2 separate regions of the Sus scrofa genome follow, and region 2 is linked to region 1. Evidence: chromatin contacts called from public Hi-C data. All regions are on one chromosome and are shown on one strand. Each heading gives the region's core, a stretch centred on a gene start, on an enhancer-like site or on the middle of the called end of the contact. The rest is flanking DNA. Distances are from core to core; before and after follow the strand shown.

What was found. Hi-C and Micro-C count contacts between places; a contact is called where the count stands out from the background.
Region 2: a contact with region 1 is called in a Hi-C map of fetal skeletal muscle, with 2.8 times the contacts expected there. The contact joins the enhancer-like site here to the promoter of RFC5 in region 1. A contact is called at or near these places in 1 of 5 promoter capture datasets (liver) and 6 of 47 Hi-C or Micro-C datasets (brain, embryonic fibroblasts, epiblast stem cells and 2 more).

What each region holds. Positions count from the first base shown.
Region 1 is chr14:34,640,523-34,645,451 of Sscrofa11.1, forward strand. It overlaps RFC5 (replication factor C subunit 5), which reads right to left and starts at 2,076. Exons shown (of 11, transcript XM_005670675.3): 1 at 1,876-2,076; 2 at 83-147. The coding sequence starts at 1,940.
Region 2 is chr14:34,740,506-34,745,353 of Sscrofa11.1, forward strand. The region is part of intron 1 of KSR2 (kinase suppressor of Ras 2); the gene reads left to right. Among named protein-coding and RNA genes, the nearest start is that of KSR2, 68 kb to the left of the region's middle. Within about 2 kb of position 3,361, at least 26 of the 83 cell types and tissues checked have an H3K27ac peak or open chromatin away from gene starts, as enhancers often do. A contact at or near this core is called in fetal skeletal muscle and undifferentiated spermatogonia, where this site is marked.

The DNA of each region.
Region 1 (4,929 bases), core at 826-3,325:
TTCTTCAAAGTTATTACTCAGCAGAGACAACATTCCTAGGTCCTGCAGCTAGGATACCAGCAACTGACACATAGATACTTACTAGTACTCAGAATGTCCTGATGAGAAATGAGATCATCCAGTGTCTGTGGCCGGTATTTTTCAACCCTGAAATACAATTTAGCATAGATTACAACATATATAAATACAAGAATATCTTGTTACATGCAAAAGAATCCTTTCATATCCTAACTAAAAGAGGAAGAGACACAAAATCCTTTAACCCAGTGGTTCTCACCAGGGGCAATTTTGTCCTCCAGCAAACTCCTGATAATACCTGGAGACATTTTCCACTGTCACAATTGGGTGAAGGATGCTACTGGCGTCTAGTGGATAGGCACCAGGGATGTTGTTAAACATCATACAATGCACAAGATAACTCCCATGCCCTCCCTCAACTCCAAACATCTGGCCCAAAATATCAGTAGTGTTGAAAAACTGCTCTAATTTCACCTTTCCAGATGTCTGCCTAAAACCTCAACATGGATGGGTATCTAAAGTTAATCCAAAATTGAACTCATATCCAAATATAAATCAACAGATGAATGGATTTAAAAAAATGGTGGTATATCCATACAATGGAATATTATTTGGCAATAAAAGGAAATGAGCTGCTGATATAAGAAAAAAGCCAGTCACGAAAGGCCATTTATTGTTTGATTCCATTTATATGAAATATTCAGAACAAGCAAATTCACAGACAGAAGATTAGTGGTTGCCAGGAGATGAAGGAGTGGGGAATGGGGAGCCACTGCCAGTGGGTATGGAGTCACTTGGGGGTGATGACAGTAGGATGGTTACACAACATTCTGAATGTACTTAATGCCACCTAATTGTACAGTTTAAAATTGTTACAAGTGTAAATTTTATGTTATGTATTTTATTATGACTAAAACCAAACATAACTTGTTATTGGAAACAAAAGAAATTTGAGTTTTCTGAAGTCAAGCCAAATCCCATCAGTCTTTAAACCATGAGTTGTAGAAGTAGGATGGTTAAAAGTGCAAGTTCTGAATCTGGACCACCTGGTTCAAATCCAAACCTATTTCCCAACTCTGGACCTTAGGCAAGTCATTTAACCTTTTGGTAAAACGGGGATTAACAGTACCTACTTCGTAGGGTCTTTGTAAAGGTCAAACTGTAATAGGGTGCCCGCTAATCTGACAAAATCATCTAAAGAAAACTTAACTAGGGGACTTTTTTTTTTTTTTTTTTTTTTTGGTCTTTTTTAGGGCCGCACCATGGGAATATGTTAATTCCCAGGCTAGGGGTCAATGAGAGCTGCAGCTGCCAGCGCAGGGGACAGCCACATCAACGCAGGATCCGAGCAGCATCTGCGACCTACACCACAGCTCACCACAACGCGGGTTCCTTAACCCACTGAGCGAGGCCATGGATGAAAACCTGCGTCCTTATGGATACTAGTTAGATTTGTTTCTGCTGTGCCACTATGGGAACTCCAGCACTGGTACTATTAATCTTCTAGTTTAGAATTTGACCAGTAATCGCATGGAGAGAATATTTTGGCAAGAGAGAACATTTTGCCACGGAGGCCAGTGCAAAGTCTGGGAGACACGGGATCGAAGCCCTGTGTTGTCACTCAGTCTTCTGGCAACAGGAAAGAGGGCCAGTATGAGACATGGGGGTGCGGGGTGAGGGCAGCTGGGAAAAGTTCTAAATAGAATGGAGCGTGACTGGGAAGTTGAGGGTGTTAAGGCGCGCAAGTCTGTGGGCGGCGGGGCGAGGTCGGGCTGAGGACCAGCCCCTTGACCACTCCGGCCTCCGCCTCCCCGCGCGGCCCACCCCCTTGCCTGCGGCAAACGGTCCTCGACCTACCAGGGCAGGTTCCTGATCTTGGTTGCCTCGGGCTGCTGCTGCTGCTTGTGCGCTGAGGTCTGCATGATGGGGTGATGAAGGTGTCCAGGTCCAGTGACGCCGTCTCGTCCCTCAGGGGCCTGCCCCGCGAGCAACCGCGAACCTGGCCCCGCGACCCTAGAGCTTAGAGTTCGCGCGCAAAAGTAAGTGTCGCGATATTTAGCTGCCTGCTTCCGACTTCCTCCGTTGGTCCCGCCCCCTCCCCGTTGCTAAGGCCCCCGTTGCCGGGTTACTAGAGGTGCCCGCAGCCCGCCTAGCTCCGACTCCGACCTCCTAGCTCGAGTTGTGCTGTCTCTGACGCGGTTCTGAGCCTAGGGGGACAGGGAGCAGGAGAGGGCAGACCACCCGCTGCGGCCGCCTATCGTCATTACGAATTAAAGTCTCACAGCCAAAGCCAATTGCAGCCATAAACTAAGTTCAAACACTTACTGTTCAAAGGCACAGAAAGCTGCCAGCGCAAAAAATCCTGAGGAAAAACCACTCCCAATTGACAAGGCCAGTTCTTGAATATAGATACAGTATGAAAAAAGACTCGAAATACTTTTGGCCCCAGAGCTGGGAGGTGAAGTACTTCAAATTGGAAAACAATTACAAACAACTCCATTCTGTCTCCCAGACCTATGTCCCTCGCCCAACGAAATTTACAGAACCGACCTCCAGGAATGAACAAATAAATAGGTAAATCACTCCGGTTAGATTAACTTGTATAACTAGAAAGGCCTAGTTAGTAAACATACAGGACAGGGTCCCTTTGATCTCATATCAAAATGCTAGTATTTTTTTCTGAGGTGAGGGGATTTTGTTTTCTTCTATTTTGCTGGTCTGTATTTCCCAGAAATGAGTGTGTATTACATTCATAATAAAGTTTTTTAAAAACGTGTGGAGGAGTTCCCACTGTGGGGCAGAGGGTTAAGGATTGAGTATTGTCTCTGTGGCCACTCAGGTTCGATTCCTGGCCTGGGAACTTCCATATGCTGCGGGTGCAGCCAAAAACAAAACAAAAAACATGTTGCAAAAGACAACAGTTCTGGGAAGAGATGAGTGGCCTGGGATCAGAATTGTTCTGATTCAGGGAGTTCCCATTGTGGCTCAGCAGTAATGAACGTGACTAGTATCCATGAGGAAGCGGGTTTGATCCTTGGCCTTGCTCAGTGTGTTAGGGATCCCGAGATGCTGTGAACTATGGTGTATGTTGCAGATTCAGCTAGGATCTGTCATTGCTCTGGCTATGGGAAGACCTGCAGCTCCAGCTCCCAATCGACTCCCAGCCTGGAAACTTCCATATGCAGCAAGTGTGGCCCTAAAAAGAAAAAAAGAAAAAAAAGTGTTCTGATTGAGAATTAGCTGCTTTGGGCATCTTACTCCTTCACTGCGGCCTGTTTTAGGAGCAGAGTAGAGGGACAGTGGGCAAATATACAATGGCATTTATGGCTTCACCCTGGCCCCTACTTGAGGAGTCAGAGAAAGGGGGTCAGATGTGGCTTGTGATATGACAGTGCCCTAATCTCTGCTTCCTCCTAACAATGGCTGTGCAGATTGCCAGGATGCAACTTTTTTCCTCTAAATTCTGGGCAGGTTACTTCTCTCCTCATCCTCATCATATCTACTCCAAGATGGTTGTAAGGATTAGATGAAATAATCTAAGTAAGCATCCAGTGCATTCCACCTTCCTCTCTCCTCCCCTTCCAGCAGGCTCTCCACCATCCTGCTCTTGTCGCAGATATTTTCTTTCAAATAAAACCTAAACAACTGGTGGGTGTGACTATGCCTTGGAGAGTTAATTTTATGTGTCAACTTGACTGGGCTAAGTGATGCCCATTGAGCTGGTGAACATTATTTTTGGGGTAAGACTCTGAGAGTGTTTCTGGAAGAGATTGGCATTTGAATTGGTAGATTGAGTAGAGCAGACCACTCTCACCAATGCAGGTAGGCATGATCGAATCCATGGAGGGCCTGAATAGAACAAAAAAGGTGGAGGAAGAGTGAATTTGCTCTCATTCTGAACTGGAACAGCCATCTTCTCCTGCCCTCAGACATCAGTGCTCTTGATCCTCAGGCCTTTGGTTTCATACTGAATACACCACCAGCATTCCTGGGTCTTCAGCTTGCAGACAGCAAGTCATGGGACTTCTTGGCCTCCATAATCACGTGAGTCAGTTCCTGAGATATTTATGTCATGTAAATATCTAGATAAATATCTAATATACAATTTAAGTATAAAATATATAGTACATATAATATATATAATAATAAATTAATATTTATTACATAGTACATACTATAAAATATTTTAAAGCTACAGAAATATAATATATAGTATAAATATAAATAATATTTAAATATACTCATTACCACATAAATATAAATACAAATATAAACATATATAGACACATATACTATTGGTTCTGTTTATCTGGCAAACCTGATTCAAAAAGCTGTAACTTGGGAGTTCCCGTCGTGGCGCATGGTTAACGAATCCGACTAGGAACCATGAGGTTGCGGGTTCGGTCCCTGCCCTTGCTCAGTGGGTTAACATCCAGCGTTGCCGTGAGCTGTGGTGTAGGTTGCAGACGCGGCTCGGATCCCGCGTTGCTGTGGCTCTGGCGTAGGTCGGTGGCTACAGCTCTGATTCAACCCCTGGCCTGGGAACCTCCATATGCCATGGAAGCGGCCCAAGAGATAGCAACAACAACAACAACAACAATAACAACAACAAAAAGACAAAAGACAAAAGACAAAAAACAAAAAACAAAAAACAAAAAGCTGTAACTTGAGCTTTATTCAGCTGCCATGGCCAGAGCCATGCTGCTCAGGGGCCTTTGCATTAGAAACATGATGCCACCACCTCCTTGAGCTGGAAGATGCAAACAAGACTGGACCAAGTTCTCATAAAACTTCTTGTGCACCTGCTGTTCAGTTAGCTTGGAGTGCATGATTCTTCTGTGTGGCCTTATATTATGTATTTACAAGGTCAACAATTGTGTGCCTCCACCAGTGCATTGTAAGCTTACTGAG
Region 2 (4,848 bases), core at 2,111-4,610, 100 kb after region 1:
TCTTTCTTTCCTTCCTTCCTTTCTTCTTTCTCTGCACCCGTGGCATATGGAAGTCCCTGGGCCAGAGATCAAATGTGAGCCGCACCTGTGACCTACACATCCACAACACCAGATTCTTAACCCTCTGCCCTGGGCTGGGATTCAAACCGAACCAAAGCAGAGACAACAATGGATCCTTAACCCACTGTGCCACAGCAGGAACTCCGAATATGATTTCGATATAAAATGTCTAAACTAGGTATTATATTACACATTTCAAATTAGAGTTGGAAAGATTAGAAGTTTTTGTCTAATTGGCCAAATTATATAAAACATTAAGAGAATGTAAAATGAATACTCCAAAGGCACAGCCTCTTTAATTCAAATAGTAATGTTATGGGTTTAATTATCTTAAATATGTCTGTAATTCATCCTAGATTTTTTCCAGCACTTAAAGATGCTAACCCATTCAGGAAATAGTTTATCTCACACAATTCTAAGCTTAAATTCTAATGACGTTTTTTGGGGCAGGTTGAATTGTGTGATTGCCTGAGGTCACATAATGGCCAGTAAGGTTACTTTCTGGATTTTTGTCAGAGGTACCCAAAAGCTGCCTTAATCTTGTTTGGTCACTGAGTCGATTATGTAATTTTGGTTAATTTAAATTTACTTGTACATAGTCCCATGTGCCAAGTGGCTGGTGTATTGGGAAGCACAGCTCTGGATGGAATAGGCTTCCACAGTCAAGGTGAAGTAGCTGTTCAAATGAGACAGGCTTTCAGGGTATGTGGGATTTGTGGGTTGTTTTGTTTTTGTCTTTTTGTCTTTTTAGGGCCGCATCCATCGCATATCTGAGTTCCCAGGCTAGGGGTTGAATTGGACCTGCAGCTGCTGGCCTATGCCACAGCCATAGCAGTTCAGGATCCGAGCCTCATCTTCCACCTACACCACAGCTCTCGGCAACACCGGATCCTTAATCCACTGATCGGGGCCAGGGATTGAACCCACATCCTCATGGATACTATTCGGGTTCATAACCCGCTGAGCCACAATGGGAACTCCCATGTGTTTTTCCATTGCTTCATCTGAACTTGTTTTATGTCTGGGATCTTAGTTCTACTTTTCCTCTTATTCGGACAGTGAAGAATAAGGCAACAGATGGCCTGGGGTAGACCTTCCAGAGATGTTCTTGGCTGATATTTTTTGAGTTTAGCTCTGTCCCCCAGCTGCCCAGGGACCACAGGCATGGCATCCCAGAACTTCTGCAGTTTTCCCCTCAGTCACACCTCCTCTAGTGCAATACCCAGCTACTGGCTTTTTAAACAAATTTTTAAAAACAGCTTCATCCATCTTTGTCACTTGCCAGGAGGTCTCATGCTTCCATGCGTAGATGTAAATGCTGAGACCCCACCCCGAAAGCTTATATGTATCTGTCCAGCTAGGTCCCTGGGGAATGATGAAGGAAGAGGTAGGGGGATGGGCAGGGGGAAGTCATTTATACTAACCGGCTTTGCCCCCCTCAGGCCAGCCCTGGACAAAAGGGCCTGCTGTTACTTATTACCCTTCATGCAGGTTGTCCTTGTTTCAGAAAGGTTGGGAGAGGTTACACCTGGGACACAAGCTAAGTTTGCCTGAGGGGACCCCACAATCTTATTTTCCCCCTGCTTCTTCTCATTTGCAGGATGATCGGTCCTGCCTACATCATCACCCTGCCCTCTCTGGAATCAGCCCCTCAAGACTCGCTCATTTAATCAGATCGCCTAATTGGCACTGCAGGGGCGATGACGGATTAAGAACCTGAAGGCAGTGGTTCTGGACTTTTTGCCTCTGTCAGAACTATCTGGGGACCTTGTTTAAAAGAAATGAGAATCCCCCTGTCCCCAGGAGCATTTGATTCTGCATGTGTGGGTCGAGGGAAGCAGGGGCCCATCCTGCATGTTCTTAACAAGCTCCCCTAAGGGAGTGAAAGGTTGTCAACTTTAAAGTGTGGTATGGAAATAAAGGAATGGGGCAGGCTGAGGGGCCGCCTTAGCCCCTGCTTGTTTGTCCCTGGGACCGAAGGCAAGTTACATCATCACTCTGTGCCTCCATTTTCTCATCTCAAAAATGGGAATAAGGAGTTCCTTTCGTGGTGCAGCAGAAACAAATCCAACTAGGAACCATGAGGTTGCAGGTTTGACCCCTGGCCTTACTCAGTGGGTTAAGGATCCGGTGTTGCCGTGAGCTGTGGTGTAGGTTGCAGACGCAGCTCAGATTTGGCGTGGCTGTGGCTGTGGCACAGGCCAGCGGCTACAGCTCTGATTAGACTCCGAGCCTGGGAACCTCCATATTCGGCCCTAAAAAAGGACAAAAAAAAAAAAAAGTGACCAAAAAAAATGGGAATAAGACAGTTCTTAGCTCTTAGGGCACATAATGACAATCTAGTGACATTAAGGAAGTACTTAGTGTGGTGCCTGGCACATGGTAAATGCTCAATAAAACTTAGCTATGAAGATGATTATGAATGTATTATCGTGTAATATTTATTGATAGCATCCTTCTTAACTAAGCAGTAGGCACAGGGCTGGCAGGTAAAAAGTATCAACAGATGTCAGTTTTATTATTATAAATACATAATATATGCTATATAATATAAATATTGTTTAAAATTATGTATTATATATATATTAATACATATATTTTTTGGTCTTTTTAGGGCCATACCTTCAGCATATGGAGGTTCCTGGGCTAGGGGTTGAATCAGAGCTGCAGTTGCAGGCCTATACCACAGCCATGGCAACACTGGATAGGCGCCACATCTGCAACCTAGCTAGGATCTGCTAGCTCCTTGACCCAGTGATTGAAGCCAGAGATGGAACCCGTATCCTCATGGATGCTAGTCAGGTTCTTTACCTGCTGAGCCATAAGGTAACTCCTGAATTCTTATCTGTGATAGACCTATGACTATAATATATATTATACAGATACAGGCTACATATAATATGTACCATACAGTAGTATATAATAGATCAATATATAACATACTGTATCAATATAACATACTGTATATGTTATGTCATATATAGATATGTTTGAAATATATAGCAAAATGTATTGTTATGGCAAAAATATAAACATTATCATTATGTGAGGAAGTTACCAGTGGGGCTGGCATCTAAGTCAGTACTCATTAAATATATGAGCTCTTTTTTTTCTCTACTGTCTGTAATATTCATTAGCCATAAAAACGTAAAGAGAAGGAAAAGCTACCAGGAACACTGAAAGCTTTAACACAAAGCAGTGGGCGGTTTGGGGTAGAGCGAGCCGGCGCAGTAGGCAGCCCCAGGGCCAGCGCAGGACCGCTGGGTCCGGTTGGCTCCAGCGCGGAGATCCTGTTCTAACTGGGATGGGCTGGGGAGAGGAGGAAGGGAACGTCTCCCAGGCTGCCAGGCTTCAGCAGCGAATTTGCCTGCGGATGCAAATGGCCGGTTACTTGAGACGTGAGCGAGTCAAATAAATTCTCTCCGCTGTCAGCTGTCCCCCCCCACCCCAGCGGCGGGGATGTTATGACAATAGTCTCCCTGGCAACCGCGGGAAGGCGTCGGGCCGCTGAAGATTTCTTTACCCTCCACCACCGCCGCTGCTTCTGAGAACCTGGGAGCCTGGGCCGAAGAGCTGGTTCTGAACGTGGTGTGCCCGCTGGAAAAGGAGTTGGGTTATCTGGGCAGGGGCCTGATTCCCCCACCCCAGTGATGCTGGTTCATCGAAAGACCAAGAAATATGTCTTGCATGCTAGGCCCTGATCTGAACACTGGGGGAAAAGACAGGCAAAGCCCATGCTCTTTAGAGCTGACATTCTGATGGGTGTGTGATGATGATGATAGGGGGGGGCGTAACTATGGAAACCAATAAACAGGATAATTTGCGGGATAGCGATGAGTGCTCCCAAGGAAAAAAAACAGGGTGTTGTGCTGGTGACAGTGGAGGATGGTTGGGAAAGGATGACACTCCGGAGGATAGGAAAGTGCCATTTATGTCTAACGCCAGAGGGGAAGAACTCTAAGCTGTGGGAAGACGTGGGCCATTCGGTTTCAGGGCTTTGAGCTCTCTGCTACCAGCTGCTTCCTGCTAAAGAGAAGACAGCAGTGATATGGGGTGCTTGCTGAAGGCACCCTGAGGGGAACAGACGGCTCTGGAGCCTGTCTCTTCCTCCTGTGATTTTTAAGCCTCAGTTTCCACCTGTGTAAAATGGGCATTGCTATGAGGTTTACAGGAGAGCTGATTTCCATAAGGTCAGGAAGATCCCCAATCTGTACTGCACCCCTTTCCAGCTTCCATGGACTCTATTTTAGTGCTTTTTTTTTTTTATAAGTACCTAAAGTGGTGAAGGTTTTGGACCCCAGCAAACCAAACCTGAGGGGCTTTGCCGGTAGATCTCTCTCATGGTTCATCTTGGTTTAGATTCTGAGTGGAAAGTCCCCCGTTTTTACCTTAGAGATTTCAGACATAATTATTTATAGCTCTGTCACGTGCCCTGACTTTAAACTTTTTTTTTGTTTATGCTGCTAAATTTACCATCAAGCTAATACTGAGTACAGTAATAAGGCTTGAAGATGCTCAGATCCAGGAGGGAGGGTCTGAAGAAATTTTCCATCTGCGATGGAAAGTGCCAGGCTGCCCTCTGGTGTGGAGATGGAGAACTACAGCCTGCTCTCCAAGTCCTGTGATCCTTCTGACCCCAGGCCCAGGAAACCTTTTGTACCAGAGTGCAGGCGCTGATGGTGGGCTCAGCTTGCGAGTGCTATTCCATGGGCCCTGTGTTTCTTCCCTTGAAGATGGAATTTCTTTGAACTTTTTGCAGTTCAGCTCTGCATGGGCTTGAATAGAGGG